Regions from separate parts of the Columba livia genome. Here all the other regions are linked to region 3. Evidence: chromatin contacts called from public Hi-C data. All regions are on one chromosome and are shown on one strand. The core of a region is the stretch at or near the end of the contact, and the rest is flanking DNA. Distances in the headings are between cores, read along the strand shown.

Evidence for each region. Hi-C and Micro-C count contacts between places; a contact is called where the count stands out from the background.
Region 1: a contact with region 3 is called in a Hi-C map of liver, with 2.1 times the contacts expected there. The contact joins the promoter of CREM here to the enhancer-like site in region 3. A contact is called at or near these places in 2 of 2 Hi-C or Micro-C datasets (crop and liver).
Region 2: a Hi-C map of liver shows a contact between it and region 3, with 2.6 times the contacts expected there. The contact joins two enhancer-like sites. A contact is called at or near these places in 2 of 2 Hi-C or Micro-C datasets (crop and liver).

Annotation. Positions count from the first base shown.
Region 1 is chr2:14,979,805-14,984,125 of bColLiv1.pat.W.v2, forward strand. It overlaps CREM (cAMP responsive element modulator), which reads right to left and starts at 1,872. Exons shown (of 7, transcript XM_065055117.1): 1 at 1,663-1,872.
Region 2 is chr2:14,921,840-14,926,647 of bColLiv1.pat.W.v2, forward strand. No RefSeq gene overlaps it. Among named protein-coding and RNA genes, the nearest start is that of CCNY, 5.6 kb to the left of the region's middle. Within about 2 kb of position 2,977, at least 1 of the 3 cell types and tissues checked has an H3K27ac peak away from gene starts, as active enhancers do.
Region 3 is chr2:14,766,418-14,770,785 of bColLiv1.pat.W.v2, forward strand. No RefSeq gene overlaps it. Among named protein-coding and RNA genes, the nearest start is that of FZD8, 15 kb to the left of the region's middle. Within about 2 kb of position 1,499, at least 1 of the 3 cell types and tissues checked has an H3K27ac peak away from gene starts, as active enhancers do.

The DNA of each region.
Region 1 (4,321 bases), core at 622-3,121, 210 kb after region 3:
AGCTAAAGGTGCAAACCTTTCCTATTTTTGTCCACAGATAAAAGGATAGCATCACTATCAAGATGTGTGCTTGTGTAGTAGAGAGCACAAAAATTCCTGTCATTCTCTCCCAATACTGCTGCTCGTTTTACAAGTACATCACTGAATATTAATATATTTAACATATTTTGATGAAATTAAACTGCATAAGCAAACTGATAGAGTATTTTGCATAACTGGAAATGTATGACTGTCTAATTAAATACCCAGAGACATTTTAAAGACAACTTCTTTATTTCAACAGTACTTCATACATCAGAGAGTGTTTACAAAGGTGGCTTATTACAAAGGAAACTGTAAGAGGCTAAGAAGTATGCTTAAGCCCTTGCTCCAAATCTCTTTGAAGGTTTTTATTCACAGTGAAGTTACTAGAAAGCACGGATATGAATTTACAGACACCCGTTTTGCATTTATTGATGACTTCACATCGAATGTGGAAACTCTCAGAACCAACTACTTTCAGAAGAGCATTTGTAGTTTGAAGTATGAAGTCTATAATCTGTTTTACTACACTGCTTTGTGAAGCACACCGACTACCAAGGCAGTCACGGCATTCAGCCATGTAAAATGAGCAACAGATTCTGAAAGTGTAATCTTTCTGTTATGTTTTCAGTATCAGCAGAACACTTTCTTGTGCCTCCTAAATTCAAACGTGTTTCCTTTTTCTTCCCCATCGTTTTGTTCCTATAGTATCCTAATAAAACCCTAAAAAATACTTAAAAACTCAACCTGCTATTAGTGTAAGTAAAAACATGCTACCCATTGCTTTCCATCTGCCACCTCAATAATCTGGACCAGACAGTGCTGAGTCTGCTGTGAAGAGGACACATGGTCCACGTTTAGAAGAGTCGTCCAACCAGTCCCTGAATAAGGAAGAGGGTCATTTAAGCGTCAGTACCTGTGGAATCGTTTAGTTGCTACAATACATGCTGCTGTTTCATTTACCACCAAGATGCTGACACAGCAATGGAGGATGCCGCAAATCCTCCAACTTCAAGCAAGATGTAGGACTCACGAAGCCCACTGTGATCCTCTCCCAGCTGTTCTCCTGTCCCAGCTTGGAACACCCCGTGGGCAAGGATGTAACCAGCCCCACCGGACCGCGGGGAACGAGCAGCAGCGCTCTCCCCGCCGCCAGAGCACCGGGCAGCGGCAGGGACCGAGCCTCGGAGGCGCCGGGGACCTGCCGTCCCGGGGCCCTGGCTGCAGCAGGCAGGCAGCTACCCCGTCCCTCCCGAGCCTCGCTCCGGACGAAGGTCCCGAGCCGCACCCCGGTGCGGGCATCTCGGCTCCCGGGCTGTAACGGAGCAGGGCGCTCCGCATGCCCCCCTTCTCGGGGTCGCCCAGCAGCGCCGAGCCGGGCAAACGAAGCCGCCGGGCCCTGCGCGGCCCTGAGTGTAGCGCGCTCGCGGCCCCAGCGGGGACGCGCACCCGCCCGCTCTTGCGCGCTCCCGGCAGCAGGGGCTGAGCCGGGCGGCACAGCGCCCCCCTGCCCTGCCCTGAGCTCCCCTGCCCGCCCCTCCGCGCTGCCGGCCCCAGCCGCTGCCCTTGGCGCTCCCCCGCTCCCGGCCCGCAGGGGGTCGGGCTGCGCGCACACGTGTCCCCGCCCCCTCCCGCACTCACCCGCCGCCCTGTACGTGCTGCCCCCGTCACAGGGGGTGGGGGGGATTGGGCCGGGCGGAGCCGCACGTCGGCCCAACGTCAGCGCTGATGCAGCCTCGCCGCCGCGGGGGCGCTGAGGAAATGGCGTCTGCGGCGACTCCCAGCCCCAGCGGCCGCGGAAGGAGGAGGAGCCGGGCCTTAGGCGGGGCCGCCGATTGGCTACGGGGCGCGCAACGGCTGGCAGGCCGGCCAACCGACGCCGCGGGGCTGCCGGCAGCGCCTCTCATTGGCTGAGAGGCGGGACGAGTCCGCTGCTGGGGGGAGGGGTGGGTCTCACTTCTGTTGTGGGGGGTGCCCGGCGGTTCCCCAGCCGTGCGTGTGGCGCCGTGGAACGGCTGGGGGCTGTGGCTCGGACCGGGGAGCTCTCAGCGGCGGCCGGGGTGGTGATCCCGCTCCCCGAGGAGTGCCATAACAGGGGCGCGGTGCCACCGATGTCCGTGCTGGCCTCCCCGCGGGGGCCAGCCGAGGCCGGCGCTTGCTCCGGGGAGCGGGGTGCCCGCCACCCTGGGCGGTGCCGGAGTAGCGGGGAGAAGGGAAGGTGCCGAGGCAGAACAAGGCCGCCCCGCCGAGCCGGTGCCCACGGCTTCTGCTTACTGCAACACATCCCTTGCATCAGTTATTCTCAATACTGCTTGTTTTCTGTTTGAAATATGACGTCGTGTTTTGTATTTATTCATCTAAATAAACGGGAAAATGCCAAGAGAGAACAAACAGGAGCTACGTGCGTGTTTCCCCTCCTTGGTGCCACAGGATACGTCCAAATGTCATGAGTCATGTTTGGTTTGTGCTGAATGTTTGAACAGTTCTTGTTCCAGGAAGTCTAAAGCCCATGTTTTCAGTTTTAATAATATTTAAACTATATAAATGCTTGAGCTCCATAGTCTGTTACTCGTGGTGTTTTAACATGTCTTATTGCTGTTCAGTATTTTATTATACAAAGTAGTGGGGATTATAACACTATAGTCTATACATCACTCCATATATATTCTGACATTACATAGTGTATTTGTCCATTTTCATGTACTTTTTTTTTTCTCTGAGAAACTACTCAGTAGTGTGCCAAATAAGAATTAATAACCTATATTAATTTCACATGACTCATTGTGACAGAAGAATGGGAGGATGTGGTAACATGTCTGTAGAGGTCAAATATTCAGTCTTATTCATGGCATGAAGAGAACCTAGATATTTATTTCCTGTGTTTAAAAAAAAAAAAAAAAGCCAAATGACTCCTATCTTTTATTTTTGTAAAAGATGAATAATATTTATCTGCAAAGGGTTTTGCTTTCAAGTGTTTAATTTTGTTATTCTGCCTTACAGAAGTTAACACAGCTATCAAAATCAATTTAGTGCAAAGAATACAAAATTTGCAATGTCCCTATTGCTTATGCAAATTTTCAGTTTTCATTCTACATTTACTTCGTTGAAATACTGAGCAATACCCCTTTCCTGTTTTGAGTTCTGTTTTGAGTTCTGTCTCCCTCCTTTTGTTCATTGTATATATTCCGTGTGTCTTTTCAGGTTTTTAAATACGAGTTTCTCTTCCTGCAATTAATAACCTGGTTTGACAGCTGACCCATTAGGTACAAAATAGTTACACCCATTCAACAAAAGCTGTGCTTTACTAGAAAACTGCTGGTCAATTAGAAAATATTTGATGGAATAGTAAGATAATCAAATGAGCAGGCAAGTGTAAAACTACTGAGAATTAACTGCTAAAGTCTTTGGAAGAAATTATGTCTTTGCTTAGTATACTCAAAAAGTCAAAAGTAGCTTTAGTGATGCTGGTAGCTTCTCAAAAATGCATGTGAAGGTAGAAGTCTGATTACAAACAGGAAGAAATTTTGAATGAATGTGTTAAATAATGGAAACCACTGGAGTGAGTTATTCATAAACAAGCTGAGAATTTCCATGGAAGTCTTGCAGTGTGGATTTGGAAAAACAGTTATTTTAATTAGTTTTCAAGTAAGTCATAAACAGCTTTGAAATGTTTGACTATAAATTTATTACTATTTATACCTCTTCCCTCTGATAACTTAAGAGTATGCGAGGACTGAGTGAACTGCCAAAGAGATTTAGTCCTCAGTGATATAAAGATGAGTAACCAGCACCAGCTCTTGATACAGTTTGCTGAAGCTGGTGGGCTGGAAGAGGATGGCAACGACGAGGAGGTGTCGCATTCTTACCATGCCAGAGCTGGGGTGCTCTGTTTGTTAGCTGGGGCCAAAACAACCTTTGCTATAAGAGTCCATCACTCTAACTGAAATGGTTCTAACTTAATTGGTATAAATTCCTAATATGAATCCATTTAACTTCAAATGCTAGGACCAAAAGCAACCCATAAGAAGACCTAACAGGTCATGATTATTTATGATTGTCATAATATACATAAGATGGTTCTGAACATAAATTTGAAATCCAGGTACTTTGCTGCCATCAGAAGGACTACCTGGGTCATCTTTTCTCTCTGTCCTGAAGTGTCCAACCTGATGCTATGTCCTGCAAGATTCAAGGAACTACAGATGATTCAGTAGCAGTTACTTCTTCATTGTTTAGGTTTTTGTTTTCTTTTCATTTTTGTTTGGTTTTGTTTGTTTTGTTTTTCTTTGGTGGACAAAGT
Region 2 (4,808 bases), core at 1,727-4,226, 160 kb after region 3:
GGGACATGGTTTAATGCTAGAGTTAGGTTATGGTTGGACTCAATGATTCTGAGGGTCTCTTCCAACTGAAATGATTCTGTGATCTATTGTAGCAAATCCTTAGTCAAGTCTTGCAATTTATACTTATTCCACGATTTTCATAAGCTTTGAAACAAAACAAGCAATGACACAATAATGGGGATGGGTTAATTGCCATCTCTGCTTCTTTAAGTAGACAAGCAGAGCATAAAAATACATGTTTTCTTCATTAAAAATGAATTATTTAAACTTTGGTCTATATTTAAAACTAATATTCAAAAAGCAAACATTTAAAATGTTTTTACAATATAAAGTATTTATAACTTGTGATCATCAGTTGTGACTATATATAATCTCTATGTAGCTACCTATTTTCTTCCTTGAAGTCTTTTGTTCTGAATTTTTCATATACCTTTATTCCTCCTCTCTTCCCCCTAAGAGCTTGCTGAAGTACATTATAATGGCAAAGGTGCTGCAATACATATTTACAGATCAAGTCAAAGAAAAGGAACACTGCTCTAGGGTAATGGTCTCCTACTGGTATCTAAGAGCTGAGAAAAGTACATAGGTGAAATATATGTCAGCAAAGCATATTTAGTTTTCAATTATGATTACTTTATTTCAGCTATCGAGTCTATGATGCAAATGTAATTGTTTGGTAAATATTGGTACAGTAAAGCGAGAACAGTTCATTGTACCTTGCTGACATGCTTAGATGTCATGTATGTCTCAAGAAGATCTTTTGTGTCTTTCTTCGATGAGAGATCATTTTACTCTTGAGGTTTAAGATTATGTGTTTTACTGAGTTTTCTGTCTTGGGCACCTTCATGCATCAGATGAGGAACACCAGAAAGCTTCTTAAACTAAAGGCCAAGGCTTTCAAGACTGGTCAGCACTGAGGTACCTGTGCTTACAAAGGGATTATTCCTGCACAAAGATATTTTTAAAACTGTAGCATCACTATACAGAAGACAATGAGTTTTAATAGGTTAAATATTAATGATGTGACCCATTAAACCTTGTGCTTGAAATCCTTCTGGGACATTATTGAAAAATATAAGTGTTTCAGACCAGCAGATGTAGGTTATTGTTTTGCTTAAATAAGATTTTTATCTATTTTGAATAAATTAAAATGATAAATATTGTTTAATCCAAAAGTGCTTTCTGTTTGCAAACCAAAATATATGGGAAGCACAGTTAGAATAAAATCCTTAAGAGAAATGATTGGTGACAACCAGATCTGTTGATTCTGCTCATCTTTCAAATACAATCTGAGAAATTCGTGTCACACAATGCCTTCCCCACACTGCCATCTAATGTTCAATAAGAGTCCTACTAGCAATTTGGGCATTTTGGGCACTCTGAAATGCCATGTTGTCAAATTTATCAAAGCTAATCATTGTATGGAGTTTAAGCAAAAGCTTAAAATGAACATGGCTATGTAAAAAGTGATCTGGCTGGTCAATTGAATCATATCCTAAACTCTGTTGATTTTAATTGCTAAATTTATTTTGACTATAATATTAAATTCCAAATCAACTAAAACCGCAGTGATGAACACACCTGAGGAATGTTGTTATCCCTCTGATAATTCTATTTGTTTTTACTTAAGTTTATTGCTACAAGCCTGAATTCGGCAGCAGTAAGAAACTTTCTTCCTCAAGGCATGTTGGGAATGGCTCACTCTTGATTCTGAGCCAACCCAACGGCAAAGCCTTTCCCTGTGCTCCTCAAGAGATCACATTCAGGGATCATGTCTTAGATTCCCACCTCTATGGATGTGAATGGACAGATTCTGGGGCATATCTCCCCTTGCTGAAGGTGCTGACTCTTCTAGGACTAAGGCAGTCTTGTCTTTCTTGGAGGGAGAAATCCAGTGCTTGCCAAAAAACATCCTTTCAGCCTCATCAGAAGTTATTGGAGGCCCTTTCTGAGCCTGTGCCAACCATTGTGCTGCCACCAGAGATATCTGGAGGTTTCTGTGGGACTCAGCAGATCGCTGCAGCTCCCAGGAAAGACTTCAACACCTAATGAGAAGTAAGAGATGGGAGTTAGTGCCTGGTGTTACCCAGCTTAAAAATACTCAAATGGAGCCCGAGAAGTCAGTCCTTTGGCACTTGTTTCTCAGAAAGCAACTACCTTGTTTGAATCAGAGGGAAACATGTAAAGAGCAAATCAATATTTCTTCTGAAGATAAAGGCAAAAAATTTGGGCTACCTACTTCATGTATTTAACTTTAGTGCAGAAATTAGGATATCAATCTGGTGCTACCAGTGAAGAGATACTATTCTAGGCAATAAGTCAGAGCACAGAGTCAAGGTCCTGCTCTGCAGTGCATGGCAACTAGAGGATCCTATTGATTTTAAGTTACTATACAGGACAAAATAGGCAATTCAAGAATGAAGGTGATACACCAGAGAGCAGGTGTTAGAATACTTCCCTGAATATACATATCCCAGATTAGTTTATTTATTTATTGCTATATTATTTGCAAGCTTGAAATCACTGCAGAAAGAGGTGGTTTCCCCTCAACTAGGGAAAGACTGTTTCTTGTTTTAGGTGAAACACTTCAAGAACAACTATACTGGAAGGTTTTCATACATACAAGCATTCATAATTTTTTTAAGTTTTATTTCTTTGGGGATGGAGCAAGATAAGACCTGCACTTGGAAGCAGCCAGCACCCCAGGCATTATGCATAGGAGGGGAGATCACCCATACAGCACAGATCTGCAATGAGAACTGGAGGGGAGGAGTCACTTTAGCAGATTGTTCCATGGATGCTCTTGCTTGGTGGAGGAAGGCACAAGCTATTGGATTTAACTAGCTGGGTGGAATTTGGTTGGATTAGCTTTGGCACAGTTTCACATACTCTTAATTCATCAGTGAACACAGTAAAGATACTGGAAAGCTACTGGAGAAAAACAACCTTGCCCCTGATGCTGCTGTTGTAGGCAGAGCACAATCCCATAGCCTCTCTCTGTGTTTTTCTCTCTTCATTGTCTCCCTGGTTAGTTTGTTTTGTGCCAGCATGTGTCTCCCCATGTCAGGATCAGCTGCTTTTTCTGGGTCTGAGATCTTGGCATGTAAAGAGCAATAATTACCCAGTAGCATGGCTTGGTGACTATGAGCAAGAGTGGGAGAGCCCCCTCCTGAACAAGAAAACCCCTTGTAGAGAAAAGCCTGAAAAAACTAAACAAAATAATGTGTAAAAACAAGCAGTGCTGCCACAAAGCACTTTGCCAGCTGGAGTCTACATGGGGTATGAATAAGAGCCTATTGTGTTCCAGTCGTTTCTGCTTGTGAAAGATCCCATTCTGTAGAGATATCTTAATCTGTTCTAATTTCATACAAGTCTATGCAAGTATGACTTCTTTAGTTTCAATGAAGCTACTCCTAATTTACCCTAAGAATGAGATGTGAACCAGGCGCAGCAATTTGGGATGGCATGTTCAGACAGAACTGTTTTCTCTCAAATTCATCTTCAGACACCAAAAAAGAAAAACCAACTCTCTACCCAACACTCAATACCCGGCAATTTTGAGTATCAGTCATGGCAGCCCACAGTTAGAAATGTTGATGTGTAGTATGAGCTTAAAAGTCCCGCATTCTAAACTAATACAGATTAATATGCAAAGGATTGAAGTATTCAGAAACATAGCTCACCACAAAAGCATGTGTCTGTACATACATGTGCTCAGGCTGAGTCCCCTATATGAAAAAAAAAGCATCAGGGAAGTTTATTACTTTAGGCTACATCTCCCTAGAAGACCAGCTTTTTAATTACAATGAGAGGGCTTTGTTTGAAGAATAGATTTGAAGAAAATTTCAAGGTTTCAGAGACAGAGCATCAAGCTGAATTTGGAAAACTGTACAAACTTATCTCAAGCACCGTTCCTAGGAAACACATTTTCAGACTGAGTAAAGTTCTGCTGAGTATTAACATCTATATTGAGTGAAAATAGACTTTGCTCACTTAATTTTCCAATTGAGGCAAAATGAAAAGGTGAGATAATTCTCACTATTAAAGTAAATTCTTGAATTATCCAAGTTTTCAATAGAGAAGTGTCCAGACATGAGCTTGTTGATTTTTAGCCAGGTACTGCAATTGTAAATACCTATAGGAACTCATTTATAATTGCAGAGAGACCAAAAGTCACCCCTCTCAAGACAAAACCCTGAGTTTCTGTGTATATGCCTAGAAAATACAGAAAATGGAAATATGGATCTTGGAGGTAAAGAACCAAAAATTAATTAATGCCCTTAACAAATTAAGAGCAGATACATCCTATTGAGTGTGTATGCCATAAAGATTTTGTTTTTCTTCCTCAGGTCCTACATGGCTTTAGGCAGTACCCTTTCCTTTGAGAAATAATGCAAGATTGAAACCTATGCACCTGAACAGGCCAAAAGCTCTTCTTTATTTTCTATTCGAACAGTGAATCGTGTCCACTGTCAATGGGCATTGGTCTCAATGTCCTTTGAGTAGAAAGGCTGGCCTACGAAAGTAATAAAAACACTAACCTCTTCGTATGATTTTCAAAGTCCTTTCCCTGTCAGTGAAGAAGTACCCAGGACATAAGCAAGCCTACAGAATTAAAACTGAGGCTCATACATGAATATTTAATTTTTTTTCCTCAAATATAGCAAAAACTGTCATAATCACTAGAGTCCATTTTCATTTGTTTGGCAAAAAAAAAGTGGCTTTCTTCTTTAACCAGGTGAAGCTCGCTTTACATTTCACTTCAGTTGCTATCAGCAAGCCTTCGGCCAGACACATTGTCAGTGATG
Region 3 (4,368 bases), core at 249-2,748:
CTACTGTGAAAATGTTTTAAATTATGTGATATTCGAGGTCAATAGCAATACTATTTCCTCGACTTTGCTTTCTCTGTCTTTTACTGAGAAAAAACATCACATTTGGTGAAAGGTAACATCCTTTACAGTACTACTTCTCCAGCTGTGATCATTGCTTAAATATTTCTCAATATTTTTAAACTTTCATTTTTTCTTTCTTCTTTTATCCTGTCCTTGCAAGTGCCATGGTTAAGTGAAGGCTGAGGTTCAGCTCAAGACCAAGACATCTAAATGGAGAAGGTATTTGAATATATGTTTTTTTGAAGGTAAGCTATTACATAAACTCCCGTCGCAGTCAACAGTGTTAGCAATGTAGCTAGTGGGTCCTGGAAGTTAAGACGGTTCCCTCTAAAGTGAAGTTGTGGGCCTTAATTCAGTGGCCCAGGCATAGGCTCCAGGTGGTCCTGGAGACTCCTATCCAGTTTCTACCTGTCTCTCCAAAAGAGCATGGGTCTCCAGTCATTTTCTGTCGTGTCTGAAAGCCCCAGGTGAATATCTCAGCTGTCCTCTGGTGACTCTGATAACATGGAACACCTTCTGTGGACAACTGATTGGAGCCCAGGTCTGGATTTGACCAGCTCTCCCTGGAGAGTATTGGGAGTTTGGACAACTACCTTGCAGCCATGCGACATAACATAGGTGACTTAATTTTGAGCTGAATTCTGGAAAAAGAGTCTAGTGATTCTTTTTATCATCAATCACATCTCTGTTGCAAGATTCCAGTATTTTCTTGGTGGTGGATTCTTTAATGGCTGTTTCCTCAAGTTTTATACTTTTTACTGGATTCTATCATGTCTTTGTGGAAGCTGGTACAATTTCTAGTTTTGATTGCTCAATAGAGAGGTTGTTTCTTAGCCATTGCTCGGGCCTCACTGACTCTCTTCACAGCACTCAGTACATTGTCTGCTAAGGATTTGGCAAGGGTTATTCTTGACGAGGCCTTTGATTGGTATAATCATAATTTATTCAGTATAATCATAATTTATTAGAAAGGTATTATTTTAGCATCACCTTTTTTTGCAATCCCCTCACCTGTAATGACATCTGTATACTGTCTTTTACCTTTTTGCAGTATATTAGCTTATCTATTCTTTATACTTTAAAAATTATTTTGCTGTTCCTTCATTTCCTGGCAAAATTTTAAGCAGACTATTGTTTACTTTGGTTTGCTTCCTCTCTTCATTTATCCAGAATTCAGGATGGCTTAAAGTGCATAAATATGTATCTTTAAACCATGCAAGTTCCATCGGCTCCTCTAGAGAGCAGCAAATACATTCAAATAAAATAATAATATGATTCAACCTAATGTTCCCTGAAACACTCAGAGGGTTTACTAACTGAGCTAGCTAAGTACTGACAAAGAGTAAAGAACTACGAGGAATGGAGGTCCTATACCAGAGTCTGGCATTTTCAGACATTGTGTGAGACCTGTCCTAGCCCTGATACTTGGCACAGATGCAGCCTCCTGCCTTGCTTGAGCCCAACCCACGCTCACCAACATCTGATGGCAAAGGGGAGACGGAAGGCAGCCCGTGGTCCAGGGACCAGGCTTGGGTGCCTGCCAGACCCGTGGGCTGTGGAGCTTCCCGTTCTTACACAACTGTCAGCCAAGAGGAAGCACTTTCTGAAAATCACCCCCAAGCTCTCCATTCCTCTTGGCCATGGGTGGGCGTTTGACAGATGGGGCTCTGTCTCCTGGTGTTCACTAGGCCTTAAGGGAACTTGGCACCTGACAGCAAGCCACAATTTTTTTTTTTTTTAAAGAAAATGTCAAAGTAATTAAAAGTCTTCCCAGCTGTAAACCTCTTCAGACTAACACCACCACGTGTTTGGACCTAAATAATATACAAGTCTTCAAAAGAAGGACAAAGTTCACTCTGTTTTTTAAGATCAGTCTCCAAAGCAAGATTGACAGCTGCCTGCCCAAGCACTCGCACAGACAACACAGACCTAACAGCAAAGCAAATTCCTTATAACAGGAAAAAATGTATAAAAGTGATTTCAAAAACAGGGTCATGTTTGCAGGCCTGTCTCTGGTAAGGTTTTCTTCCAGTAAAGCTTCTTGGTCTATGCTTGACTTTGTATTGATGGTCTACAGCAGTTTTTGCAAAGGGTTTTCTCTCACATACAAGCCTGGCCAATGAAGCCAATTAAGATCACCCCAGATCTGCAGAAGGCCTAGGGCTGCAAGCAGAGCAGCTTTTCCTGAAGTTTTCAGTCACCCACACTACATTCCATCACTGCTTCCACCCCTCCTGGTGGCATTTGCTTCAAATTATCAGAGACTGACGTACAAATGGGAACCACCTTCCCCAAAATAACTACCTGAGCTCTGGTAAACACAAAGGACTCTAAGAGGTGGCTCTGGATGGACAGAAAACATCGCCAGTGTAAGAGCTACTGCCAAACCTGCACGAAATCAAGGGGCTGAAATCGCTTCTGGAAAATGGATTTACCACAGTTTGGGGCATACAGGAGGTTAGGCCAGGATACAGACAGGCTGGCCTGTGACAAAGTTGGAGGGGGCTGGGGGATCCAGGAGGTGGATAGTGCCTATATGCATTTTCCATTGCTTGCCTCAAGGATGCCCATCTCATCCTGGCACGAGTGCCATGTAGAGTAATGGGGCAAAGACAGGCAAAGAGGGGAAGCACAGCAAGAGGAAATGCTTCCTATGCAGCTAAAGACCATGCTTATCACCACATTTTCCCAATTCCTGGATCATCTTTCATACCAGGATCCTGCCTCTTCAGTAACCATGTGGCTCTGGCTGGCTTCTGCTGGTAAGCTGGAAAGTGAAGATACACAATCAGATACAACCAGTACAGCAACACAGGTGGTCTGGTAAACAAGTTCTGCCTCATTTTTGGAAACACACTCTGACAAAGATCCTGAAAAGGGTGCAAGTGGTACTCCAGGGTGGGTGGGGGAGTCTGTACCTTGCTGCTTTTTGAGACGGATGCTGGCAGCTGGGGCAGGCCCACATGGGGTGCAGCTGGTATAGTGGAATACCACAGCCTTCTGCACCATGAGACATCTCCTGGCATCAAGGCAGGCAGAATAGAAAGAGACTGGCAAAACTGGAAGCAGCTGACACTTAACTAGCACTTTCTCTCTACAAAATAATTCCTGTAAACACTTAAATGCATGTTGCATGGTGGTGTGCCAAATTGCAGGGAAGATTCAACCGAGGGAGCCCAGCCCTCACTGAGATGGTAAGCGAGGTCTTTGATCAAGTCCAGTTTCAAGGGAGATCCTATTGATTCTCCAGTCCAGATAAATTTATCTATTGTTAACTTGGCAGGCACAGAGGTGTGCGTGCAGTTGTATTACACACCTAATGAACGGTTGCTCTGCAAGATGGCCTTAGCTTTGCAACAGTTCCTCATTGTAGCCGTAAAGCGTGGATTCATTTCAACTAACCTACTAATTTCTCATGAATCAACAGAAACTCCATGTTTAAGGAGTTCAGTCTGTATTGGCAGGGACCTGCAGGGCTGCAGTGGGCAGCTTTGTATGGTCTGGAAAGTCCTCAAAGTTGTATTTTGGTGCCCCAGCTGAACTGTTCTTATGATCTCTATGCATACACTCCAAAACTAGGGCTAAATTTGTATAGAATTTGTTGTCAGAAGCAGTGTGGGACAATATTTAAATTGAGCTAGTGCCCAGCTTCTAGTAGTCTGGACCTGAGGTCCTGCACAACAAGAATATTATCCACTGGTATCAACAAGCGTTTCAACAGAAGTGAACAGCCTAAATGTTTTGCTGAAGCCTTTATCTTTAATTTGTGGGATCTTCGGGTTATACTAGCAAAACTTCTCAAAAGGTGAAGTGTACTGAGCCAAATTTTTTTCTGGAAGTGAGCCTTGTAGGAATATTCTAGGAATCTCACACAAGAATAAAACAGCTGCTCAGATGTTATAATGAACTCCCTTTTTGTGTGTGTGTGAAAGTAATAGCATCCTGAGGAGGAATGAAATGTCAGTTACCAAGTTTAAACCATGCTGGTACCATTTTAAGAATTTTTGCTGAAGTACAGAGCGCTAACTAAACAGGAAACATGAGACTGTTGCTCTAAGGGGTTGTCAATATTTCTGATCAGAAGTCAGGAAATATGTTTCTCAGACATGAGCAATTTGGAGAAGTTATTCCCTATTTATTTGCACATTTCATAGAATCATCGAATGGTTTGGGTTGGAAGAGACCTTAAAACTATATAGTTCTAACCATCCTGTCATTGCTTAACAAGCCCTGCCATGGGCAGGGACACCTTCCACAAGACCAGGCTGTTCAAAGCTCCGTTCAACCTTACCTTTATTACTACAGACT